Linked DNA regions of Triticum aestivum: region 1 is linked to region 2. The links are chromatin contacts, called in public Hi-C maps. All regions are on one chromosome and are shown on one strand. The core of a region is the stretch at or near the end of the contact, and the rest is flanking DNA. Distances in the headings are between cores, read along the strand shown. Region 1 holds the start of LOC100137000 (retinoblastoma-related protein 1-like). Region 2 holds the start of LOC123156339.

Region 1 (6,066 bases), core at 1,641-4,140, 180 kb before region 2:
TACAAACTCCTTGGTTCAACTCCACTAGATGTTGGAGGCTCCCAAGTGACACCTGACCATAGGAGACACCACTCTCCAAAAGGTAATAGATGTGTAGTTGATGATGAACTCCTTGCTCTTGTGCTTCAAATGATAGTCTCCTCAACACTCAATCACTCTCTCACAGGCTTGGGGAGGTGAGGTCTTGGAGTGTAAAGCAACTTGGGAGGCTAGAAATCAAGATTCAAATGGTTGGATTGCAATCTCTTGATCTCAATACATGAGTATGTGGTTCTCTCTCCAAAAATGAATGGTGGAAGTGTAGATTCGTTCTGATTGCTCTCTTAGAGAGTAGGTGGAGGTGGAGGGGTATTTATAGCCTTCTCCCAAAATCCAACCGTTTCACACTTTCGACTCAACTCGGTGACACTAGAGCAAAACTTCGATGAGACCGACCTGCGCAAAAGATATGAGCGTTGGGCTTTTCGGTGGGACCGAAGTGGAAATCTCGGACAGACCGATATGCGATAACCTAGGTCGAACTTCGTTTCAGTAGTTCCGATCATTTTAACTCGATAATTCTGAAATGAACGAATTGGCTCACAAAAATTTGGTCGTTGCAACTCGGTGAAACCGATCGCAGTCTTGGTGAGACCGAAAATCTAGGGTTTGGCTTTGGCAGTGTATAGGATAGGCTCGGTGGGTCCGGGATAGATGTTTTCGGTGGGACCGACATGGAACTTTAGGGTTTGGACATATGAGATTTGGAGAAGGTCTTTGAGGATTTTTGGAGCAATATCACTAAGCATTTGAGCAATTGAGTCATGATCAAAACCTCGTCCATTTTAATAGTATTTGCTTTCCTATAGACTCATTGTGATCTTGGATCATTTAACAAAAAATGAAGAGTCTTGAAGCTTTGCCAATTCCATGTCCTTAGCATTTTGAAGGGGTACACATCCTCATGTCCTTGCCACGCCATTATTGAACTTATCTGAAATATACTAGATAAAGATGTTAGTCCAACAATATGTATGTTGACATGAATTACCAAAACCACCAAGGGAGCAAATGTGCTTTCATAATCCCCAGCCGACCGAGACGCTAACGATAAGTGATATCCTCAACATTGACTGCGAACGGCAGCGACGTGCAACGACCAAGGTGAAGGTGAGAAAAACGAGGGGAGAAAGGAGGGGATCAAGGATGCTGGGGCCACCAGGGTTCCTAAAAATCATGGGGTTATGTTGATGGCCGGGGTAGTGGCTAACAACAACGGTGGGGAAGGTTCAGGGAAGGGCGGCACAACGAGGTGGTGCGTGGTAGAGTCTGTTGGATGCGGGTGGTTGAGGCATGTGGTTGGTTGAAGACAAGCGTGAGAAAGAAAGAGATGAGGAGGTCGAAAACGAACAATGTTGATATGTCTTCACAGGATTTTTATAACAAATAATAATGACATGTACTTTCTTCGTTCTTTTTGTTTGTCCAGGCATATATCATTGAATCTACCTCCATGGTTGACAAAAATTACCCACTACACTACGCATAAGTGAAACAAACGTTTCGCTCAGAAAAGAAACGAGTACTGCAAAGGAGAAGATGCCTGGGCCCATGGCGGGATGACTAAGCAAACAAGCTTTAGTTAATGAACAAAGAAGAAAGGAGGGATGACTAAGCAAACCGTTTTTTATTCGTGGACCTTGAAACACTAGCTCATATGTTGTTTCCTTCTATTCGGCTTGCTCAACATGCCCATCAATGAGCTTCAAGCTTCGCCAGTTGATCCAATAAATTTGATAAAAGGGAGTATTCCGTTTCGTTGTCCATGCCGCACGCTACCAAATTGAACTTTTAAGAGAGAAAGTGCATTGTAATTAATTCCGTTACTAGAGAAAAGCAAACACATTGAGCAGTTTTTACCGATATGTTTTTTTTCCTAGACCTTGACGTGCACCTCTATGCCACATGCGGGCGCACCTTTCGGATGTTGTAGTGCCGCATTATGGGCGTGAACGGGTGAGCCGTTCGGATGTTGTCGTGCCGCATTAATGAACATTTGGATGAACACATTAATTTTCTTACCTGTTTGGCTGTTGCAACACACTCACGTATGAGTTGTTAAAAGAAATAACGACACAACATATAGTACATGCTACTATTATTATGTTATACTCCCTCCTTCCGGAAATATAAGATAAGTTTGACTTTACACGATCTTCGATGCATGACTTTGATCATTAATACTCCCTTCGTCCCATAATTTAAGAACTTTTGTCAAACTGTCTTAGCTTTAAAAATGTTTTTATATTATGGGACGGAGGGAGTAGTATAAAGTGCATGGATTGAACATCTCTTTGTTGATTCTCAACTATTTTTTTTTTGTAAATTGCATCTTCACATTTGTCATGCAAAACAATTTCATTTCATATGTCTAAGTACTAGTTTTGTAGACATACAATAAGTAAAAATCGTAGTCAAAATTGTACGGTAAAGACCAGAAAAAGTGAAGCGCACTTTATATTCATATTTTGATGATGAGAAGGAGGTACTTTATTATATTATTAGTTTTTGATGAGAAAGAGGGAGTAGGTACTAGTAATTCAACGGCATCCGTGAAATCGGTACAGAGTGTAGTAGTAGTATGCAGCACTGAACCCCGAAGGAGCACGGAACTGTATAAATCGTGCATCGCAAGCCTCTCATCACCGTCCCAGACTGAGACCGAGCCGGACACGTTTCCTCCCCCGCGAGCCGCACGTGCCCGCGGATCCGACACCGCCCACCGCCGTACAGGGCCCGCCCCGCCCAGGGCAGGGCAGATCTCCCGCCATCTCCGTCGCGCCTCTCCCGCCAAAACCCCGCGCGGGCCCACCGCGCAGCCGCCGCACCGGACATAAAAATCCTCTCTTTTGGCGCGCACTCCCACCTCTTTTCCCCTGCCTCCCACGCCCTTCTCCGCCACGCCGCCCCACCGCAACAACCCTACTCTCCCCGCCGCAGCCGCTCGCCGGAGTCCGTAGCCTCCAGATTGAGTACGTCTCCGGAGGTCCTACTGGGGGAGGCAGCCTATGGACGGAGCAGACGCGCCTCAGCCCGCGAGGTCGGGGTCGGGGGTCACCGCGTGCTCCACGTCCACGGCCCTGGGCAGGATGAACGGCGGCGCCAACGCCAGCAACAACGCCGCCGCCGCAATGGAGGAGCGCTTCGCTGATGTCTGCAAGGTACGGGCTCCCAGTCAATCGCCTTCTCCCCCCTTCTTGGACCAGGGGTTCAGTTCTTTGTGCCGATCTGTTGCTACTTTCCCCGCTTAGATTGTCTCCGTCAAGATTCAACAAGAAATCATGGCGGGCGTTGCGCCATTCTCAAATTTTGTGGTCTCGACCCCATCTTCTCCCGCTCTATATGCTGGATTCGATTCCCGCTTATCTTTTTCATGTGCGATTGGTTGGGGGGAAATTTGCCATCTTTTTGGCCCCCATGCTCCAGATCCTTAGGATTCTGCGCTCTCGTCCCCTTGGATTAGATTGTCTTCTCGCCCCTTCAGATTCCTCTGCGGGTTCGGTGTGATTTTGCGCTTATCGCTTTCAAATCCTCTGGCGGCGGTGCTGTTATCTTGGCGACATCTTTTTGGGGCGAATGATTTTCTGGCGGCTAATTTCTGTGGCCTGTGGTTACCCCCCTCCAAATCTTAGAAAAATTCACCCTTTACTGTTAATTTGTACTGCTATCTCTTGTACTGGAACTTGTGTTTTATCCGTAGCCATAGACATTTACCTGCAGGCAGAGTGTATTAAATTGTTTATTCCGCCTGATCTTTGACCATGATTTAGGGCAGACTACAAGCTTCCATCTTGTGCGCTATTTCCATGTCTGAGTTTTTGTTCATTATCTAATCCTGCCAACTACTCTATTTGCCGGCGAACAGAGGAAGCTAGTGCTCGACGAGAGCACGACGAGGCAGGCGATGCAGCTGTTTAAGGAGACCAAGATCATCCTGCTGTCCAGCATGTCATCCTTGGGCAGTGGATCGGTAAATCTCGTCGTCTTCATCCACAAACCGTGCCATGTTCTCATGTACAGTTGCAGCTAAAATTTGTGTTTCTTGTGCTTAATAGCCCGAGGAGATTGAGAGGTCCTGGTGCGCTTGTGTCCTTTACTGCGTGTCGAAGCTCGGCAACGCAGGGAAGGCCAAGGAAGACCGTGGCATCACGCTGCGCCAGATTTTGAGGGCATTCGATCTCAAGTGAGCACTGCAGTTTTTCTTCTAACCAAGTTCTCAGTTAATTGCTTTAGCTAGTCTGTTTCTCATCTCTGTCGATGCTCTGCAGGATTGTTGATTTTTTCAAGGAGATGCCTCAGTTCTGCATAAAGGTTGGATTCATTCTGACTGGTCTCTATGGTTCAGATTGGGAGAAGAGGCTTGAGGTATTTAATTATGCACACAAAAATGGCTTATCCCCTGTTTTGAGAACTGAAACACATATTATGTGTTCATCCCTTACTGATTAATGCCATTTATTTGTTTTGTGTTCAGTTACAGGAGCTGCAGGCCAATCTTGTCCATTTATGCTCCCTAGGCCGGTAAGTTCCTCTGCATGTAACCTAAAATGCCCACATCGCAACTCTGTTCACTGAATCTTAGCTCATTTGCTGCTGCACTCATCGCTCTTTTTTGTAGTTTTTTCCTGGTCTTGAGCATTTATGAACTAGTATTGTGTTTGACAAGCGGCAGCGATGTTTCTCTTGTTCAGGCATTACAGGCGCGCATACCAGGAGCTATTCCTCTTAAATGATGGCAAACCTGCAAATAATTCTTCAGAGCTAAACGTGCAACAAGCTTCTGAATATTATGACTTTGGATGGTTACTCTTCTTAGTTCTGAGAAACCAAGCATCAAGCGCCGTGAAGAATCTTTTAACATCCACAACTGAGTTGGTTTCTGTGTTGGTAAGGACTCCCTACTATGATCTATCTCACATGTGTCGCCTGATCTTCTCTTCATATGCAACGAGACAAAATGTCCGTGTATGATATTAGTCTAACTTGTAAACACTGAATAATTATTGCTTGCAGGCTGTGCTTATTATTCATATCCCCGTGCGGTTAAGGAACTTCAGCATCGAGGATTCGTCCTGCTTTGGTAATGATTCCCTCTTTGTTTTGACTGTTTTCATGCTCAGCTTGTTTGGCAGCTACATCCTTTTTATCTGAAAAGGAGGTTAAACTCTAGCCTCTGCATCGATTGGTGCACACAGCCATTGGCAGTTACAGCTTTAAACTGATGGATGCTGTTTATATTGATTTGAATCAGCTAAGAAGTCAGATAAGGGAGTCAATCTTATTGCATCCCTCTGTGAAAGATATCTTACCTCAGAAGATGAGTTGAGCAAAGCACTGCAGAAGACAAACATTCTCATAAAGGATATTTTGAAAAAGAAACCATGCTCGGATGTTTCAGAGTGCCAGCAGGGCAGTTTATCGTTTATTGATCCAGGTATGAGTCTGGGCTGCAAACAGAAGTTCTTAAAAGTTTTGACTCTATGTTTGTCTTTCATGAATTTTTTGTTGGCCAATGTCACAGCTACTTTGTTCTTTGACGCAGAGGGCTTGACGTTTTTCAAGAATTTTCTCGAGGAAGATTCATTGAAATCAAGTTTGCAGGTCCTGGAAAAGGAATATGTGAATGGACTTGATACAAAGGGAGAACTAGATGCACGGATGTTTGCTAATGATGAGGACAGTTTGCTTGGCAGTGGAAGTCTGTCAGGAGGTGCCCTTAAATTGCCGGGCACAAAGGTAATTACTAATGAGCCTATGCCCGTTCCTACATTCTTCCATAGCTCAAAAGCTTTGATCTTTACTAACCTAATTATCTGTGATCTTGCAGAGAAAGTATGATGATGTTATGGCCTCACCTACCAAATCAACAGCAAGTCGAGCCCCAATGTCTCCTCCACGTTTCTGTCCGTCACCTAATGGAAATAGCTTCTGCAACTCAAAGATGGCTCCTTTCACCCCAGTGAGCACAGCCATGACGACTGCCAAGTGGCTTCGAAGTACAATATCGCCTCTCCCTTCCAAACCTTC
Region 2 (6,154 bases), core at 598-3,097:
CGGCCACGCCCCTCGTGTCGATGGCATGAATATTGAGCAGCCATTTCTCCTCATAGCCTTCAGGGGCCTTCTCTTGGTTGCCGGTCTCAATTCCATAAGGATCAGGAACCCATGTGGCGGTGTGGCGAGTCTCGGAACCGAGCCCGAAGTACTGGGTTAGTGCTCTCTTGCACACTCCATCATTCCCTTTAAGCATTGCGGGAACCTTTTGCGCATCAGAGCTCTGGTTGTCCTTGAGAGCATAGTATGGTACTGCAACCCAGTGATGCAGGTAAGTCTCATGGAGCGGGACAGGGACGCCATTCTCATCGACGACCTCAGCATTAAAGCTCTTGACTGCAAGGTGGCCTCGGGGGAAGTCGACGTCATGGTAGTACTTGTTTGAGACTGATCCAGGCCCCAGTAAGATGGGCGGAGAACGGAACGTCTTTGATTTCAGCAGATGACCTCCCACGTTGAGGGCTTCAGAGGGTAGGGGGGCGATAGCCGATAGGAGCGAAATGAGCAGCACAGCAGAGCCAGCCATTTTCATCTTGTCACCAGCTGCAAAAGTCGACCATCTATCAGAAGAAAGTAGCATCATGCAGAAAAAGAAGCAAACCAACATATGGAGAATCTTCTGCTATATATTTGATTCAGAAAAGCCCTTTTATAGCAACTAGCAATTATGAATAACAAAATTCAGCTAACAACACCTGATACAGTATAATAAACTTATGTTCATTACCAGATTTATTAATTCAAGACAAGCCTGCCATGACATGAACCATTAGTAGCCACTACTGAAGCAAGCTGACTATTCAGTAACTTGTACGACGAGTCGAGGAGTGTGAAAGCTCCCAGGTCAGGTATATTCCATTGAAGAGCAAGGAAGGTAGCAACTGGCTGAAAGTTGTACTAGGCATGTCAAGAAAGGCAGCATCCACATGAATACTTGAGTAACTTGACAAGACAAAATCCAACCAATAAACAAGGAGCGTACGCCAGCCTGCTTCGTGGTAATCTCCCCTGTGTCAATTCGATAATAAAATACAGAAGACAGTAGCTTTCACAGGTGACCTATATATATAGTGTTCAAGTAAGCATCAAGAGTGATTTGATTGTCCACATAGAGATCGTCACTAACAAGGGGAACTGGATATGGTCAGGCAACAGAAACTCTGAACCTTTCCAACCACTAACGATATTCTATTTTCTTTTAAATAATATATTACTGATAAAAGAACTGAGAGGTGCATCAAGCCCCAATTCTTGACTTGAACAAGAAGCACATAGAAAGGCTTGATTCTCTTGACCACCAGTAACCCATGTATGTATGTGTCGCACACAAGCAGCAATAAATACTACAAGGACGACAAGAAGAGAAAAAAATCAAAATACAGTACTTTTTTCTTTTCTTTTTTGATGAATCACAAACATTTTCCTGAAAGGCGAATCGCAGTCATACTCGGGACTGGGACAAGAGGACATCTAAAGACGAAAAAGTTTCTCTGCCAGTGGATTTACTGATTGATTCAGCAAAAGATACCGCGGAAGAGATGGGAAATCAGAGGATTCATCGCCGCAGCTACCCTAGCCGATGGGACGGGCCGTGAATGCGCAGGAACCAAAGGGAGGAAGGGAGCAGAGCTAGAAGCAGAGGGAGAGGAAGAGGAAGAGGACGGCGCGTACCAGGAGGGAGGGACGGAAGAGGACCGAGGAGCGAGCAGGAGGAGGCGGGGGAGCTGCGGCTGTACGGTTGGTGTGGTGGCCGACGGAACTTATAGGGTGCGGGGCGAGGCCACGTGGCGTCGGGCGCTTACGGCAGCGCTTGCGTCGCTGCGTATGGGGATGATTTTTTTTTCTCGTTTGAGGGAATGGGGATGAAGTTATGAACGCGGGCGAGCCGGTTCACGCTTTCTTCTTTCTAGAAGCTGTGACCATGCTGGACGGATAGTGTTTGGACTCTCTTTTTGCGAATCTATTGTTTCTTCCTATTTTGAGTAAATACAGTCGCGCTAAATTTGCATTACTACCAACAAAAAAATTCCTTCTAGGACTGGCAGGCCCCGATAGCAAATCCTCACCGCCAGTGTTGAGGTGACATATGAAGAAAATAACCGGGTATTGTATCGCTACTACGTACACTGTACTACCTTCGTCCTAGTTTATTAATCGTTTTTATGTTTTATGCTAAATTTTAATCTTTAGTTTAATGAACAAAATGCTATTGCACGTCGCAACAAATAATATCATTGAAAACTAGTTCAAACATGAAACCAGTGATATAATTTTTAATGACATGCACTAACATTTTACTGAAATATATGATTAAAATTTAACACAAAATACAAAGGTAACCAATAAATCAGGGCGGGTGTAGTGCCTAATAACCAGCTTAGAAATATCCTGCACAATAACAAATAATAATAAAATTAATGAAGACAAGGGGGCACATACCAGCCTTATTTAAAGCCATTGATCGAAACATGCACGCGTAGGGTGGAACTCGTTGTGGTTGAGGCCGTGTGGGACTGGGCTCCCGGGACCGCCGACATACATGGCGGTGTCAGTACCACGTTTTGGAAGCCTGGCTGCCGCCTGTCGTCTGTAGAGCAGTTTCGATCTCATCTTGCGCCAAGGAAAAAGAAGGGTACAATGTGTGTTGAAAGTGGCGCCTTAGACCAACTCGGTCATATCAACTTGTCGTGTGTAATTCCTGCTAGTAAGATATTTTAACGGTCTGAGGCCCTGCAGTCTAATCACCCTGAATCATCAGATTAACCATCAACGTCGAACAGAAAGTTAAAGTCGCTTGAGAAAATGGAAAACCGCTGACGCTAATCTACCGTGTGTTCCCGGGACGAGCACTGTACACCTTTGACTATATCTCCACGTAGCGCCAATATCACACGTCTAACGTCTCGACCGATTGCCGACGAGCTAGCAGTAGAAAGCTACTGGAGCAAGCAGCCAACGGAGCAATCAAGTAGAGTACTATTATTAGTGCATTGCCAATATTTCTTTCCTATACTGTTTCCCTAGTTCCCACTGAGGAAAAGAGACTCCACGCATCCGCTGCCAAGATTATTGCCACACAAGGATTAATCACTTACCTCTACAAGGCCTATAGCTATTTCCATTGCCATGTCAAAATAAACACGTACGTACATATATTTACTTACACTTGAGACTTACACATACAACTCACATGAACGTGGCACTAAGGTATCCAAGAAGAGAAATATGAACTCGGGCATAAATAAAAGGAGAATAAAAAGAATCTATACCGATGGGAAATTACACGTCGAAGATATAGCCAAAATAAATCGACGCTGTCAGGCTGTCACTACCGCCTTATCGTCCCGCATTTGACGGTAGAACCCCGATGTACAACGCCAGGGGAGGCATGTGGAGGTCATCTCCCGGACATGAGGTTCACCAAGCCCGGGTTTTCGTAGAGGGCGTTCATATCCCAGAACTCGCTCGTGGAGGACAGCGTCATCAGCGCCACCACCACGGATCTCATTGTCGGCCTCAACTTGGGGTCCTCCTGTGTGCATGCGTTCGCCAGGTGCGTCATCTGCAGCCACAAGGCAACAGATGTTTTATCCCATATATCTAATCCAACCACGCAACGAAAGCAAGATATATGCGATGGAACCGCTGTGCCCGAGCAAGTTTTTCTAACCTTGAGAATGGCGTCGATGGGGTAATCGTCTCCTAGCTTTGGATCGATCAGCCTTTTGAGGCCTTCCTTCAGATCCGGTGCATTGAGAGCCTCCTCAAACTATACATATTTCAGTGTATGATAAAAGTCATCAAACAAGCAAGATAAATAAATTCAGCAAGGACCCAAAGCCAAGAGTTAAATGCGCCATTAGTCCATTAACTCAAAGTGATTGCAGAAGAACTCGGAAAGTGACCAATTTAGTCCATAAACTGGTTTATTGGATCAAATAAGGCCAAAACTGAGTCGAGAGAGAAAAAACCATCCACATGGCTATGTTGCATTCCTTGGACAGTTCATAAACCGACAAATTTTTACGGGAATTTTTTGCAAGATTACATCGACCCGCGTTCATATTGAAACTGCCGTGTAAAAAATATGAGCCATGCATGACTCAAACACACGCCGTAGGGCTCAGGTATAGGCCTGCTAACCAAGAGAACTATAAGGTACTATTTGTGTAGCCATTGGTTACTAAATCGCTCCTTATTCTTTCTATTTGCTCGTCAGTTCCTGATTATGGAAAAGGTGGCCTGCTGACCAGTAGGATCTTGAATCATAAGTGAGATTGTGTTACAACAAAGTATGTAAAATTATTTACTACTGTACTACCTTTTCAGATTTTATTGTTCATGTGTACGTATTTAAGCTTAGGAGCAGAGAATATATACTTTGTTGTAACACAATGCACACAAATGACTTAATACCTTACTGGTCGGCAGGCCACTCTTTCCCTAGTCAAGCGTGGGTACAAATCCCACACAATGCAACTGGTGGTATTAATCTTTTCTGGAAACTGACCGAATAAATAGGAAGAATAAAAAACCAATACTAAACAAGGCCTACACAAACAGCTTATAGTTCTGTTGGTTAGCAGGCTTGTACCTGAGCTGTTGACACCTATAATTAGTTTAAATGCAGACCGATGTAATCTTGCAAAACAAAACCTATAAAAAATAAGTCAGTTTATGAGTGATCCAAGCAATGCCAACGTGGCAATCCCTAATCGGTTTTGGCCTTGTTTGATCAAATAAACGAGTTTATGGACAAAATTGATCACTTTCCGGGTTATTGGCCTAAAGTGTGCATTCATTTTGAGTTAATGGACTAATGGCGCATTTCACTCCAAAGTCAACCTGTACGTGGTGGATTCGGAAGCATAACTGTGGGATAACAGAACATCCATATTAATCTGACCTTCTGTAACTAACTAATGTCACCAGAAGTAACAAAGTAGAATGACACACAAAACAGGTACCCTTGCAGTTTTATGAAGCATCAAAAGCAGAATGTAACTTGTTGGCTGAGCAGCACAATTACCAGATAAACCAATCCCTTTGAATCACTGGCAGATTCAGTTGATCGGACAATGGCATCTTTGGCTGAAATAAGTTCGTACAAAACAACACCAAAGGCATAGACGTCGACTTTAGGAGAAACATCACCGTATCGGGCATATCTGCAAGCACCGTTTCCTATAAATGTCAACATTCGTCGCAAACAGGGAATACTTTGTGGTTAGCAAAACGACAAGTAGATGTTCAGGACACCTACTCTGGAGGCATGTAACCGAATGTACCAACAACACGTGTTTGCAAAGATGTACCACCACCAACTTCTGTAAGTTTTGTTAGACCAAAATCTGCAACCTGGAAGATACAGAAATATTACATCAAGGGTGGACGGAACATATGAAACACATGAATTCTCCTGGAATCATTCCTACCTTTGCACGGGTGTTCTTGTCTATCAAGATGTTTGCGGATTTGATGTCCCGATGTATGTACACTGGAACGGTATGCTCATGAATGTACTCAAGACCTCTTGCTGAATCTAGTGCAATCTGAACTCTTTCAACCCAAGAAAGAGGCTCATAACCTATCACAAATGCGCGGAGAGATTAATTCGCCGGAAGGAACAGAAAAGGCAGAGTCAATACTTTGGGAGGCAGAACATTACCAGTTCCACGCAAATGCTGGCTTAAGTTGCCATTCTCGATAAATTCGTAGACAAGGAACAAAGAACTCTCCGTGCAATAACCAATCAAGCGCACCTGCATGAAATTGAACATTGAAACGGCAGTGAAGAGGTTAAATTAACCTGACTAGAGAATAGTGTGAAATTACAAGATCGTCCACATGGAAAATCTATATCATCGTCCTATTAAAAAAACAGTATTTTTAGGTACAGAAAAAGAAGATTTACGAACCAGATTAAGATGATGAACATGTGTCAAAACTTTTAACTCAGCAAGGAACTCTTGAGTAGCCTGCATGTCCATCTTTTTTATGGCAGCTTTCTGGACAGTGGAGGACACAAGAGAAATAAAGCAAGTCATTTCAAATGAAGAACATGTCATGACGCTGCATGATCACAATTCATGGACCAGCGCAGAGTTATATTATTCCACCATTCAATCCCCTAGTTAAGTACTCCTTCCGTAAA

What was found. A called contact is a pair of places that touch in the nucleus more often than the background predicts.
Region 1: a Hi-C map of leaf shows a contact between it and region 2, with 2.8 times the contacts expected there. The contact joins the promoter of LOC100137000 here to the promoter of LOC123156339 in region 2. A contact is called at or near these places in 3 of 5 Hi-C or Micro-C datasets (all in leaf).

Annotation. Positions count from the first base shown.
Region 1 is chr7B:237,064,161-237,070,226 of IWGSC CS RefSeq v2.1, reverse strand. LOC100137000 (retinoblastoma-related protein 1-like) reads left to right here and starts at 2,890. Exons shown (of 18, transcript NR_189139.1): 1 at 2,890-3,200; 2 at 3,905-4,009; 3 at 4,095-4,222; 4 at 4,308-4,404; 5 at 4,514-4,560; 6 at 4,731-4,926; 7 at 5,053-5,119; 8 at 5,291-5,473; 9 at 5,582-5,775; 10 at 5,867-6,066.
Region 2 is chr7B:236,885,890-236,892,043 of IWGSC CS RefSeq v2.1, reverse strand. LOC123156339 reads right to left here and starts at 1,847. Exons shown (of 5, transcript XM_044574471.1): 1 at 1,672-1,847; 2 at 1-543. The coding sequence starts at 532. LOC123156803 (chitin elicitor receptor kinase 1) reads right to left here. Exons shown (of 11, transcript XM_044574988.1): 5 at 5,919-6,008; 6 at 5,669-5,762; 7 at 5,436-5,587; 8 at 5,264-5,358; 9 at 5,030-5,168; 10 at 3,671-3,769; 11 at 3,084-3,562. The coding sequence ends at 3,398.